Regions from separate parts of the Nothobranchius furzeri genome. Here region 1 is linked to region 2. A link is a contact called in public Micro-C data. All regions are on one chromosome and are shown on one strand. The core of a region is the stretch at or near the end of the contact, and the rest is flanking DNA. Distances in the headings are between cores, read along the strand shown. Region 1 overlaps uvrag (UV radiation resistance associated gene). Region 2 holds the start of wnt11 (wingless-type MMTV integration site family, member 11).

The links. A called contact is a pair of places that touch in the nucleus more often than the background predicts.
Region 1: a Micro-C map of tail fin shows a contact between it and region 2, with 8 times the contacts expected there. The contact joins the enhancer-like site here to the promoter of wnt11 in region 2. A contact is called at or near these places in 2 of 2 Hi-C or Micro-C datasets (skeletal muscle and tail fin).

What each region holds. Positions count from the first base shown.
Region 1 is chr10:41,662,994-41,666,505 of NfurGRZ-RIMD1, reverse strand. All of the region lies in intron 6 of uvrag (UV radiation resistance associated gene), which reads left to right. Among protein-coding and RNA genes, the nearest start is that of uvrag, 26 kb to the left of the region's middle. Within about 2 kb of position 1,670, at least 1 of the 3 cell types and tissues checked has an H3K27ac peak or open chromatin away from gene starts, as enhancers often do. A contact at or near this core is called in tail fin, where this site is marked.
Region 2 is chr10:41,424,146-41,427,388 of NfurGRZ-RIMD1, reverse strand. wnt11 (wingless-type MMTV integration site family, member 11) reads right to left here and starts at 1,275. Exons shown (of 6, transcript XM_015960168.3): 1 at 1,056-1,275; 2 at 1-154. The coding sequence starts at 62.

The DNA.
Region 1 (3,512 bases), core at 421-2,920, 240 kb before region 2:
GCTGATCACACCAGCTGTCAGCACCGAGTCCCCCCTCCCCCACCCAGATATAAACAAACGCGTCTGCCGAACTTTTACTCCACAATGTAAACTTTAACTCCTGCAGCATAGAGGAAACTTGTTAAAATACGTCAACACAGTGGATTTAATAGAAGCTTTAAAGAACAAACTGGACGGTGTGAGGTGAGTTTGTCTCACTGCAGAAATAAAAACACACACGGAGCGTCAGCAGTCAGATGCAGCCAGCTACATTTAAGTTTCACTTTCTGTCCTGACTGAATGCTGCTGCAGCATGGAGGTGTAGTTCTCAGTCATCCTGGACATGATCATCCTGAGAGTTTTAGCTGAAAACAGCTGGACGTTTCTGGATATGTTGGAGACATTTAGCCTCTCACCCCAGAGGCTTCTTCCAGACTTTGGTTGTGGTCAGAAACAAACACACTGCTCATAATTCAAGTTGTTTACATCTTCCTCATGCGTCTCTGTTGAATGGTGTGCATCACCGAGATGGAGAATGCATGCAGCACCACAGCCAGCAGGCTAACTTTTATCAGCACCTGTAGCTACCAGTGCGGCCAGCTCAGGTGCTGCAGAATGAGAAACCATGAAGTTTTGCTGTCCGTTGACATTTTCTCTGATTTTATTAATGTATTCACTGTTGGCTGGCACAGTTTTTTGTAAGAGGTGCTGCTGTGAACTAGGGCTGTCACAAACGACTATTTTAATAGTCGACTAATGGTGTCGTGCATAACAGTATAGCTTATTGCACCAGGATGCTCTGATATACCCATCGTTAGCGTTTAGGTTGAAGTAGGGCTGAACGATCTATCGTTTTTGAACCAAAATTGCGATTTCAAACAGTGCGATCACGTGACTATCAAAGCTGTGGTTTTTTAGCGGTTTTTGACTGATCCAGGACCTGTTGTGTAACTTTTTTTTTTACATTCAGGGTTTCCTCCTGTGTTATGGCAGTGGCAACATCTAGAAAAACATGCAGCCAGCCTGCCTTGGTAATGCAGGAAAACTGTGATGTTTTGTTATTTAATACATCTGAAAGCTGTTTCTACTTTCATATTTCCTCTCTTGCATTGTTGGAGTAGAACAAGAACATGCTTTTTTAAAGCACCTCTGGATAAAAATCACTAGTTCTTCACAAGCACAAAAAACTTGCTCTTTAAATGGATGAGTTATAGGCGCTGCAGGTACTCGAGCTGCTGGTTTCAGAAAGAAAGGGTCAAGAGTATCCAATCCAGCCGAGTGTGTCCAACTTGAGTAGGTCCTCAAGCACCTCCTGCTCTAATAGTTGAGAGGATCAACGGGACTTGCTTGGGGAGAGGCCTTCACTACTTTGAGTTGAACTTGTGAAGGCGACCCCAGACAAAGGTGAAGCAGTAGAAAGAATATGTCCCATCTGTTTAAAGTCTCAGATTTCTGACTAAGGAGCATGTCTATCCTGAAGTTTTTGAGAAGTGACCAAGCAGCTTGATGAGTGGAATGAGGATGATTTTTCTTCTGCTAGGTCATGTACAAAGGCCTGCTCATGACATGTTTAGCAGGAGTTTACTGATGACGGGGGTATTTAACCACCTGATTTAAGCAGTAAAATAGCCACATCAATGTTTCTTTTGTGTTGAAAAGTTACTTTGAGCTCCATGTTTTCCTCAATGTCCAGCAGGTGGCGCCATATGAAAGCGAATGTCGCAGAGCTGGGAATTTTAAGCCAAGCAGGAGTTTCTGAATCCTGAGCTCCACATTTTCTTTCTTAGATCAAAGGTCAGAATATGAGGAGCAGAGTTTTAATGCTTGGGAATGTTGAGGGAAATTAGTCGACATATGGCTGTTCACCTGGAGAGGGCGACAGAGACAACCGGATGTTATTCCCTGTCAGAATGGTCAACCCTGGAATACTCATTAGGAACACAAGCATGTTTGTTGCATGTCTATTTTAAATGTGGAGAATGTAAACACCACCTTCAGGGTCTCCTGGGCTTCCCTCTGTTAACTGGATCCCAGTCACACTAGAGTATAATCAGCCCAGTGAAAGTTGTGTTTAGACACTATAAAACACAGATTAGGATCCTGTTATTAGCAGAGGCAGAGCCTGTCCAGGGCACCCCCGGTATGTGTTTATGTGAGGGGAGACCAGTGCTTCCATAGCAGCCTGCTGAGGAAAATAAAGTGCAGCTTGAGTCATAACTTTTAATGACCTCTGCTCTTACGTTTTCTATTATTGCAGCTTTCCTTCACATCCTCTCCCTTCTGCACCCCCGTGGGACTCTGGAGTTTAACACTCACACCAATCCTTCTCACCGCTGGCCTGCAGCTCATCGTTCCTGTCACAGTTTCTGCTGAGCTGAATGTGCTCTTATACGCATAGTTTATGCTTATGTAATGCAGCATGATTACTTCCATATCCTACACGGCTGCAGGAATTAGCCTGTGCCATGCCGTCAAAGAGAGAAGTGCATGAATTCCTGTTTTCTGGGACCCTCCCGCCTCCACGCTTTACTAACAACACAGGAGGAACGGCTGTCGCTGAAAGAATAGTGTTGACTACTAGTTAAAGACCAAGCCTTCACCTGAAGACCATCAGCTTTCATCCTTTATCAGGGGTCACAACCTTTCTGAAACTGACAGCTTCACCCGTATGGAAGGGCTGCTGGTTGCTGCTCTGTAGTGAGTTGGCCTGCAGGCAGCTCGCGTGGCTCTTGGGGTTCTGGTTTGGTACGGCTGACCTAGAGTCTTTATGTTGACAGATTATGGAGGTGTAGTTGTTTGGGTCGAATCTTGATTATAATTCCCTGCATTATGTCCCTTAATGTCACTTTATACTGATTAGTCGTGTGTGTGTGTGTGTGTGTGTGTGTGTGTGTGTGTCCGTGCGTGCGTGTGTGTGTGTGTGTGTGTGTGTGTGTGTGTGTGTGTGTGTGTGTGTGTGTGTGTGTGTGTGTGTGTGTGTGTGTGTGTGGGCATTGGTTCTTGGCTACTAACAGATGTAGTTGTAGTTAACTTTCTGTAGAACTGACTGACTTCCATCCCTTGTGTGTCTGCTACGGTCGAGGTTGCCCCATCCTTTATGTATATATATATATATATATATATATATATATATATATATACAGTGGGGCAAAAAAGTATTTAGTCAGCCACCGATTGTGCAAGTTCTCCCACTTAAAATGATGACAGAGGTCAGTAATTTTCATCATAGGTACACTTCAACTGTGAGAGACAGAATGTGAAAAAAAATCCATGAATTCACATGGCAGGATTTTTAAAGAATTTATTTGTAAATCAGGGTGGAAAATAAGTATTTGGTCAATAACAAAAATTCAACTCAATACTTTGTAACATAACCTTTGTTGGCAATAACAGAGGTCAAACGATTACTATAGGTCTTTACCAGGTTTGCACACACAGTAGCTGGTATTTTGGCCCATTCCTCCATGCAGATCTTCTCGAGAGCAGTGATGTTTTGGGGCTGTCGCCGAGCAGCACGGACTTTCAACTCCCTC
Region 2 (3,243 bases), core at 26-2,525:
ACCTGAGACAGCAGCACGGCTGTGAGCAGACAGAGAGGCAGGAGGTGGGAGTTGCTCCTCATGGTGGACTCCACTTCAGTCGGGACACAAACACGAAGGCTGCTGGGATCACACTCAGGGATCTGATCTCATGGCACGGCCGCCCCTCTCAATCCTGGAATAGATTAGGGAAGTAATCTGAACAGAGCCACAGGAGCTTCCGGGATACAAAACACAATAAGAGCAGAGCCGTGTCCAAGCGGCAGTTCGGGGGCCGCTTGTGGCCCTCGGAGTGGTTTTGAGAGCCACCCCATCACATTTCTAGAATGATGCGTGTCGTCTCTTCTGTAAAGATGTTCTTACATTTCATGTTCAGACTCTCTAACAAGCTCTGGTGCTTTTTAGGGAGCACACATCAAACAAATCTCATCCTCCTCAGAAATCCAATTTAACATTTTTGGCCTTTATTTTGAAAAGTTTGAATACGCCTCACTTAGAAATGTGTGTGTGTGTGTGTGTGTGTGTGTGTGTGTGTGTGTGTGTGTGTGTGTGTGTGTGTGTGTGTGTGATCATTTACTTTTTAAAACCATGATCTTTTTTAAAGCAGCTCACCTCTGATCTGACTCCAGGACCTAATTAACAAAAGCACTTCCTGTTCATCACTTATGCAGCAGATTAGGATTACCGCTGATTATGTTATTATTTATTTATCCCAGGATCCGGGCCGGGGTTAGGGTGAGCTGCTCCCGCTCACAAATGTCCAAACTGCACCATAAAACTGTTTACAGACACTTTGCTGTTTTAAACACCGTTTGATATTTTAATGGCTTCTGGACCGAAACCACCGAACCAGAACCAGTAGACTAAAAACTGCTGAAACTGTTAAACGTGACTTTTTTGGAGGTGGACCGTGTCAGATCCGGTCCGGTTCGGAACCGTAACCCGGTCTGACCCGGACTATCCAGCAGCAGAGCAGCTGATTAAGGTCCAACATGTTTACGGTAGATCGGAGCTCAGCTAAGCCCAGAAGTCCCGAAGCAGTCCTGTGACCCGGTCCCGGACCCGGCTGTTCTCACCTTGCACCGCGGAGCTCCGCTCTACTCAGGCGGGGAGGTGACGCTCCAAAAGCGGGTCCGAATATCCGGTCCGTCCGCTGCTGATCAGCCTGATGCTGCGGTAGAATCCAAGCCGGGCTGGAGGAACGGGTCCGGACCGGCACGCATGTTGTGAGTCAGACCCAGAGCGCTGTCGGTGTCTGTGTGTGTGTGTGTGTGTGTGTGTGTGCGCGTGTGTGTGTGTAGCAGAGGGAGAGAGGTATGAACCGTGCGGGGGCAGAACCAGCTCTAAAGTACCCCTGGTCCGCTTTGATCTCACTGATGACGTCACAGCCACATTAACATGAGCCCAGGCGGCACCGGGACCCCCGCGGTCTCTTTACCTCATTAAAACATTAGATCAGGGTTAGGGTTCGTGCGCTATTAAAGATTCAAACTGTAAGTTAGTGATTGACGTCTGCTACAGAAATATTAATATAATAATAAACCCGTCTGCATAACAACCTAAACAATTAAAGTAAACTACCGGATGGTTATTATTATAATAATAATTATTATTGCTATTATTATTAATTTGATTATTATTGTTATTATAATTTTTATTATGTTTTTATTCGTTGCTCTGATTTAATAAACATGTTCTTGGTGTGGACCTATTATAATTCTACTATTTATTATGATTATATTGTTTATTATAATTATATAGTTTATTATAGTTATGTTATTTATCATTATTGCATTATTTATTATATTTATATTATTTATTAAGATTATATTATTTATTATAGTTCTCACACTAAAAACGAAAATAAAATAGATTTGTTTCCTACAGCAGGGAAACATTAATCAGTCCTGTTCTAGAAATGATGAACCATAAAACCTCATCATCATTCAGCTTTAATCAGTCACCTCGATGATTTGGGTTTATGGTTTTTTTTAATAATAATACCAACAACAACAATAATAATAATAACAACAATAATAATAATAATAATAATAATAATAATAATGTAATAAAGTGTGAGGGGATAAACCAAAATAAATTTGCTTCCCAGCTTCTGTCCAGTTCATAATTTATCGAACCGGAGCTTCCTGATGTTCCTGGTGGTCATAGGCTGGACCAGCTGTGGGAAACTAGCCCAGAACTGAGCTCTGGTCCAGACCTTGACCTCTGGTTCTGCTGGAGGCTCCAGAGGGAACAGATGTCCAGGTGTTGTCCTGCTGTCTCCAAAGGAGGCATGGACCACAACAAGCCGTCTTCCTCTGGGAGCTTCAGCTTGTATTGGCTCCACATGTCTTTGCCTTAGTTACAATCCTGAGGAGAGGAATCCGGTTTCCAAGGACCCGATCCATTTTACGTGTGTGTGTGTGTGTGTGTGAGTGAGCAGGGGTAAAATCACAGCAGAGATTATCCACATGTAGGACAACCAACGTCACACAGATAGGCTTACACTTGAAGTCAGAATCCTGAGAGTCCTCGTGAAGATGTCTTCAGTCACAAATACATGATAACAAACATAACAACGAAAATAAAAATCATAATATTAACAACAACAATAATCATAGTAATAGCAATAAAAACAACTATGACAAATTAACAACAATACTCATAACAACAATAATAACAATTGTAAAATTAACAACAAAAATAATCATAATAACAATAAAACAATAAAAATGTACATCAATCCCGATAATTATAACAACAATAATAACAATAATAAAATTAACAACAATATTCATGATAACATTGACAATAACAATAACAATATTAACAACTATCATAATAATAATTATAATAATACAACAATAACAAAATTAACAACAACAATAATCATATTATTTACAATAACAACAAAAACAACTATAACAATATAAACAACAACAATCATAATTATCTAAATATGATCATAATGATAATAACAACAACAATAACAACATTAACAAAAATAATCTTAACAATCTAAATATAATAATAACAATATTAACAACACCAACAATAATCATAACAATACTATTAACATTCATAAAAATATTAACAACAACAACAACAATAATATTATTAATAATATTATAACAACAAAAATTATAATTACACAAATGTGAGTTTAAAGTTTATAATCCACACTGATCTCTTTGGAATACCATAAAATCCCAAAGGAAGAGGGTTTGGTGGGACTCGTTCCTCAGCCTGACTCGGGCTTTGGTA